2 separate regions of the Zea mays genome follow, and region 2 is linked to region 1. The links are chromatin contacts, called in public Hi-C maps. All regions are on one chromosome and are shown on one strand. The core of a region is the stretch at or near the end of the contact, and the rest is flanking DNA. Distances in the headings are between cores, read along the strand shown. Region 1 holds the start of LOC100282774 (inositol-tetrakisphosphate 1-kinase 3). Region 2 holds the start of LOC100285558.

Evidence for each region. A called contact is a pair of places that touch in the nucleus more often than the background predicts.
Region 2: a contact with region 1 is called in a Hi-C map of leaf, with 2.5 times the contacts expected there. The contact joins the promoter of LOC100285558 here to the promoter of LOC100282774 in region 1. A contact is called at or near these places in 1 of 25 Hi-C or Micro-C datasets (leaf) and 1 of 3 datasets of contacts at active chromatin or transcription factors (leaf).

The regions. Positions count from the first base shown.
Region 1 is chr9:150,848,407-150,851,811 of Zm-B73-REFERENCE-NAM-5.0, forward strand. It overlaps LOC100282774 (inositol-tetrakisphosphate 1-kinase 3), which reads left to right and starts at 2,034. Exons shown (of 10, transcript NM_001412421.1): 1 at 2,034-2,472. The coding sequence starts at 2,279.
Region 2 is chr9:151,022,139-151,025,961 of Zm-B73-REFERENCE-NAM-5.0, forward strand. LOC100285558 reads right to left here and starts at 1,402. Exons shown (of 8, transcript NM_001372303.1): 1 at 1,016-1,402. The coding sequence starts at 1,282.

The sequences.
Region 1 (3,405 bases), core at 784-3,283:
TATCTATGGATTAGGATTTAGGTCAAAGTACTAGCGTTAGTATTTACTGTGACTCCTTAATCCTTTATATAGCGTTGTGTGCCTGAGAGCTCCAACCGAGATCCGTGTTGGACCTCCCAATCAAAGACCCGTTTAAGGAGATGGACAGTTAGCTAGGTTAAACTTAATCCAGTCACTAATAACCAGATGTAGAGGACACCTAACATTAATTGCTATCACTGTGGTTGTTTGCATCCCCATGGAGGCGACGACGTAGGGCCTGTTTGGTAATGCAGTTTTAAAATACTATAGTTTTGAGATATTATAGTTTACAATTGTACATGACATAAATACTACGGTATTGCTTTACCACAATAAAACTACAGTATTGTTCAAAACCGAGATCTGTTTGGTTCTATTGTAAAAATAAAGTATATGTAGAGAGAAGAGAAGAAAACTGAGGTCATGAGTGGAGTTTCGAAAACTCCAAAAATACTGCAGTTTTGGGTAAACCATGGTATTTAAAACTGAGTTTTGACTCTACAAATCAAACACCTTTTGAGCTCCAATACTATAATATCATCAAATACCACAGTATTGTTTCAAAACTGCAAAAATACTACAATTCCAAACAGGGCCGTAGCAGTTTGCCACGGGCTTATATGGCCAAGCCGCCAAGGGAAGGGTGCGGCGCTTGAGACACTGCACGGGCGCGTGCCGTCTCCACGCCGCCACCCACTCCCAGCCGTATCGTCCCGTTTCCTACGCTGGTCCGTGGTGCGTGGCCGTGTGACCCTGAGTCCCTGACAAACGGCACGGTCACGTAGCATGTCGCCGCGGAATCAACGCCACGGAAGGTGCTCTTCGCGGGGTGGGCATAAAATGTGAACTTTCGGCTAAAATGCAAACAAAAAAAAATGTGAACTTCACGTAGCATGCCTACTCGCTTTGCATGCCCCCCTTCATCTTCGGTTCCAGTCTTCCAGAGCAGGCCGAGTGTTTCAGCAAGAGCAATGAAGACAGTTGACCAATATTCAGTTGAGTACCCTTCTTCCCAGCAAGGTGTTCTCTCTCTCTCTCTCTCTCCATCAGACACCATGGGGTGTCGAACATGGACGCTACGGTACGCGGACATGGCCGGCAAAGGGCCCGTTGCAGTAGGCTGCCATCAGGCAGTCGTGGTCGCCGCACATCGTGTGGATAGTGGCCCCAACCACTGCGAGTCCATCCGCCTCACGTAGCGGACGCGTGGCCAACATTATTTAATGTGAGGGGACCGAAGAGCAGGTCGTCTCGTCGCCACGACACCCATCACCGTGCCCCAGCTAATAGTGATCGCACACAAGGCTACCATTTTTGTACACAGATACGATGAGTCGATGACTGATGTGGCAGCTAGCACTGTGTACTCATCATGGTGTGCAATTGTGCATGCATACTTGGCACGGACCAGCTGGTTCTGGATCTAGGATGCCAGACCCAATGCCTTGTATCCCCAGGCGCGCTTTCTGATCCAAGAACAAGGACATCCAAACCTCCTCAATAGTGATGAGCTCGGAAGATCTCGACTGAGAGTTCGCCGTTCGAATTCATCTACCGAACAAACATTAAGCTGCCATTAGCTAGTATCACACGCACATACATATTTTGCCTCATCAAATTAATATATCTATTTATTTGTTTCCATTTGAATACATCGATAGCTAGTGCTGAGCTACACAACAATGCAAGTAGTTTGAACAAAGTAATGCGGTTATAGTAGGCTGGAGTCGTAGCGAGCGGTGACCATGGAGCCCCGTATATTGTATCTGTACTCCCTTCAATTCGTCCACAGAAGAATGTAATTCTTGATACACAAACAATTCAAATTCTAAGTAAATTTATGTAAAAGGACATTAATGTTTATAATATAAAATAAATATTATTAGGCTAGTTATATAATATATATATTTTTATAATAAATTAATTAAAGACGCTGCTTAATTTGTACTAGGCACAGAGAATCCATCTCTCTCTGCCGTCTACAAATAAATACCCCTCCAGCTCTCTTCCTCCTCCCTCTTCCGCTCGTCCCGCCAATCGCCATTATTAACAGCTCCGCGGTCCCTCCCTCCCTCGGTCGGTCGGCGTCGGTCCCTCCCTCCCCACCCAGTTAGTCCTCAGCCTATCCCGTGCCCGCGCAGAGCACCGCCTCTGCTCGACCCACCACCCTCTGTGCAGAGTTAATTAACCTTGAGGTTTCCGATTGCCCTTCCCTTCCGCTCCTCTCGCCCATTCGCGGCGAGATTCAGCGGCAAGGATGCGCCTGCACGCGGAGGTGCGGGATGAGATGGAGGAGGGGAGCGAGGAGGGGGCTGTGACGGCTTCGGCGGGGCTGTCGCCACCGCCACTCATCGGTGCGGCGGCGCCGGTTCCCCGGCTAGTGGTGGGGTTCGCCCTCACGAAGAAGAAGGTGAAGAGCTTCCTGCAGCCCAAGCTGCTCCTGCTGGCCAGGTAAAAGCCTGGAACACCGCCCTCTCAGGAAAGGGGAATGGTTTGATGTTTTGCCAGATGCCGAGTGGTGTGATGGATTTTGAGGGGAGCGAGAGGGATGATTTTTTCCCCCTAGTATTTGATGACCGGGTGGCGAGCAGTTCCACGATTGCTCTGTTTTGTTCTTTTATTAATAGCCCGAAGAGCTTGGAAGGTGTTGGCCTTGGAGGAAAAATGGTGTGTAATTCGGGGGACGAGGAGGATTCATGGCTCGAGACGCGATTTCTTCCGTGCCTTGATTAGTTGCTGCTCTGCCCAGTGCCCAGTTCCTGATGGCCAGAAGATTTTTTGCATGAACAGGTTAACGTGATACCATGGACAGTATTCTGGTGTTTAGAAAGGATTATAATTTCCACGGTGTGTAGTGGAGGGGAATGCTATTCTATTCGTTGCTGCACTAGTCAAATAGTGACCGAATCAGACCTCCACTGAAGCGCAAAGTTGGCGGGAGAGGCTAGCGAGAATGGCTTCTGAGTGAAGCATGCTGCCTTAAGACTGTCAAGTGTTTATTTGGAATTCCAATGGCATCGGTAGATATGCCCTATATGTGTATCCTACGTTGACAGTTCCACTGCATGAGGGGTCTCAATAGACAATAGTCAATAGCTTTATATTATCCTGTCAAGTTGGCGGAATGGGCCTAGGCCCTAGGCTGCAAATACTTGTTGATGGTATCTGGGATTCTAGTTTGGAATATTCCTTTGGATAACTGCATCACATGGAAAATGACAACTTATTGATGGGTGTGTCTCTGCTGTGTTCATTTATAGTTTACTTACTCCATCGCTGGATTTGATAGCAACATGGGCTGCCAACAAACGATCTCTTCTTGTAGTTGTCTGGATTAAGAGCCAAGCTGATTCTATTATTTGCCTGTTGCCTCATTTGGATAAG
Region 2 (3,823 bases), core at 152-2,651, 170 kb after region 1:
CTCCAGCAACATTTTCTTCAAGGTAAACTTACAATTTCAACATAGCACTTTGAAAAATATTAAGCATGCCTAGTCATTTTACTATACAGAATTGTTCTTAGTGTCCGCGATCAAGAGAACTGATGTTTGAGGCTTAAACGTATAATCTTCCTTGGCTGTTGCTTTATCCCTCCTCGCCCCTCTGTCTTTCATTCTCCATCCAAAAAGGCTGTGGCTAAGAATTGACTAGTTCATTACAGGGTGTTCAGGTATTGCAAAATGATTTAGGCCCTGTTTGGAAGCAACCTAGTTTTTTAGAATCCAATTTTTATCTTAGTTTTTTAGAAACTGTTTTATGAAGGAAAAATACTGGTTTATGGTGTTTGGAACCACCTCAATTTTCATAAACTGGTTTTAGCTAGGGAAGGCTAGCTTCTTGTTTTTAAAGAAACTAAGAATCCAGTTTCTACAAACTAGGATATAAATTAATGTTTGGAACTACATCAGTTTTTATGAATAAGTTTCTTATAAACTGGGTACTTCCAAACAGACCCTTAATTGGAGAAGGGAAAATTCTCCATTATCAGTTGGACGACAACAAAATTTGGCAGCGCCTAACTGCCATAAGCCACACAAACTCCATGTCCAAAAAAGGAACAGTGACACCGACAGAAACCTCACTTTCCACAGACACAGCAAACATGCAAAATTCACCAACGTAGTTGCAACAAAACCACAATATCTTCTGTTTCTGAATCTACCTCTGAGACATATGAACAACCGTGATCAGAACCGTCAGAAAGAAAATTGGATGTCTTTAATAATAAAATAATAACTAAGTAAAAGCATGCAAAAACAGGACCTAAGTTGTTCTTGGGTCTGCAAGCAATTCATGCCAAAAAAAAAAGTTCTTCACGCCCAGCTAGCAGTACGCAATTTAAAATACGATACTGCCGATTTTTTTTCAATATAAAAACTCTCAACTTTTAGTCATCTAGTGGAACCATGCCAAAAAAGATGAGACAAGGGAAACCACCTTTCCGAGCGTGTACGCCAGCGCAGATCCAGCCACTCCGGCGCCGACGATGATGACGTCCGTCCCGACGTCGGGACCCGCGCCGTCACCGACCGCGCAGCCTGCCTCCGGCGCGGGTTTCCCTTCCACCGGAGGCGCCTGGGCCCGGGCCCGGGCCCGGCGGCGGCGCCCCAGCACGGCCGCAACAAGGACCGCCACGATGAGCGTGGCCGTGGCAGCGCCAATGAGGTGGAGCCCGACGCCGCCAGCGGCGGCCATAGCAGCCATGCTGCAATGAGGCCGCCTCGTGTCGCTCCCTGGGACCTTGCGGTGCGCGGCGCGTTTGCGGCCTTGCGTGTGGGGGCTTCTTCAGGGTTGCGAGGGGGGCAGGGAGGGAGAGGAGAGCGGTTTGATGCGTCTGGGGCGAGGCGTAGGCGGGGCAGAGAGAGAGGAACGATGGGACGAGGCGTCTCTTCGAGATTCTTCCGCGTTTTATATGGGAGGAGAGCTGGAGAGGAGGAGGTTGAGGCCGCTCCGCTCGCCGCCAAGTCTGCATCGCTGGCCGGCGGGCTTGGCTTAGCTGGATTTTTCTGAATTCCTACAAATTTGTATGCAGGCTTCATTTTCTGCTTACGAGCAACGTGGCCGTATGCTGCACGGGAAGTACGCTTTATTGGACCGTCACATAAATAATTTGAGACTCAGAGATTTTTTTCTAATAATTTGTAATATGTTGTAGTACACTTTGCAATCGAACTCTACACCAATGGTTGACACGTCTTAAAGTCGGACTTCGTACCGCATTTCTATATAATAATAAAGAATACTGTCCGGTTGCCACATTTCTTCTATACAATGCTGGATGGGTCCAGAGATCTGGAGTGAAGTGATATTTGGAAATTAAAAATTCGGAGCCCCAGTTGTGTACGTGACAGTACAACCAACCATACGTACGTTTCGTCTATTAAAGATCCAAAAGTCTATCCTGTCCCTTCTATTGTATATCCCCTACCTGCACCGCCAGCGACGATCACTGGTCAACATTTCGTCACACGAGTAGAAAAGAAGCGGCCGCGTGGTGGGGCCGCGCCATCACGTGCACTGCAGCCGCATCATCGACGCACTCACTCGATCCGTCCAAAAACGATTTTCGTTTTTTTTTGTTAGAACACAATTGTCATATTTGTTAAGAGTAATAGTCGAGATCTGTAAAAATTGAGTAACAGTTAGTTAAATTTATATCTAAATGCGGGAATGCAATTTGGATTGATATATTAGTTTTTTTACTAGATGTATGCCTGTACTTACTTGGGGTCACGAATTATTGTTCACATGTTTTGACGGAGGTTTTGTTTACTTTTTTTATAAAAAACTAATAAACTGTTTTGCATCGAAACAATAACTGTTCCTGAACCATTCCAGTCTTGCATATTTCTTTCTTTAGTTACTATTTATCAACTAAAAGTCATATTCCGCTTCTATTTCTCTTTTTGCACGTACGTCACGCGCAGTCCTCCTCGTACGTCAGGCCAAGGCCAACATGCATGCGAAGGATTGTCGTGATGACGTCGGTGTTTGTCTCCACCAGCATCGTCCACAGGAACGGCCCGGCGACGATCGAGCAGCGCGCTGTCGTCGGCTCTGTCCGCCGCGGCTGCATCAGCTCGGCGAAGGCCGACCAGCACCGCCCACCACCGTGGAACTACGCGCTCACAGGGTCCCGCAGCGGCAACGACTAACCGGGTATGGACCACCAAGCCATGAAGCTTGTCTGTCTGTGTCCGAGCAACGGCTCTGTCCGACGCTCTCGCCGGATGCACCATCTCAAGACGCACGAACAGCGGCGCCGACGTGGACAATTTGACACCACGCGCACGAGCTCGATTGTATATACATGCTTATATTTCCTTTGTTTATACTTTTTTCGCACACGTGCTCTTTATATCATCTTTCGTAGATTAAGCGAGAAAAAAATGTCAAGTAAAATACAACCTTACGATAAGTGGCGAAGCTAGAATAAAATTAAGGAAAGTGCAATTAGTCTAGTGGATGCATACTAATTTTTTCTAAGGTGTATATATGGTGAAACTTTAGCTGTATCCATAGAGTTTGCATTTTTGAGGGGGTGCATTTGCATCCGCTAGGTACAATCTAGTTGCGCCCATGCGTATGAGTACAAGCTTTCCTCGTTTTATCTCACACACGTCTTTGATCCTAGACTTTACACGAACGCATGACATGACGGTATCCTCAAACAACATATGTCTGTTCGTTGTGGCTTATTTTATTTCGAAACAATTTCTACTTTTCTACTGTATTTTTGTGTCTATAAAGTGTAGTTATAGCAGTCGAATAGCTAATTTTAAACCACAGCGAACTTAACCTGCCCACGCCCCCACCTACATTAGATAACCGCAGGTCTCAATCCGATAGCTTCCTGACCGAATTCACGACAAAGCTGACCACGAAAACCATCGCACCCTGCCAGTCAGGCGGTCACTCTCATATCTCATCATCATTGGCCATCGCCTCCTCCTCGCCCGTCTCCACACCTCTGCGATGAGGTCGTCACGGCGAACGATGCCGTCGTCCATGCTTCTGTGACCGACATGGTGCACAATATAGAAGGGAAAGGGATATTGGTTTTCCCACGAGCAATATATACAACGGTAATACTTTGAAATTACTACTATCATAAATATATGACACCATTGATTTTTTTAGAAAACTTTAATCACTAGTTCTATTAAAAAATAATGAGTTATCATTTTGTTTGTGATTTGTTTTATCATTTAAGGTACTTTGTGTTGTACTTAAAATTTTATATTG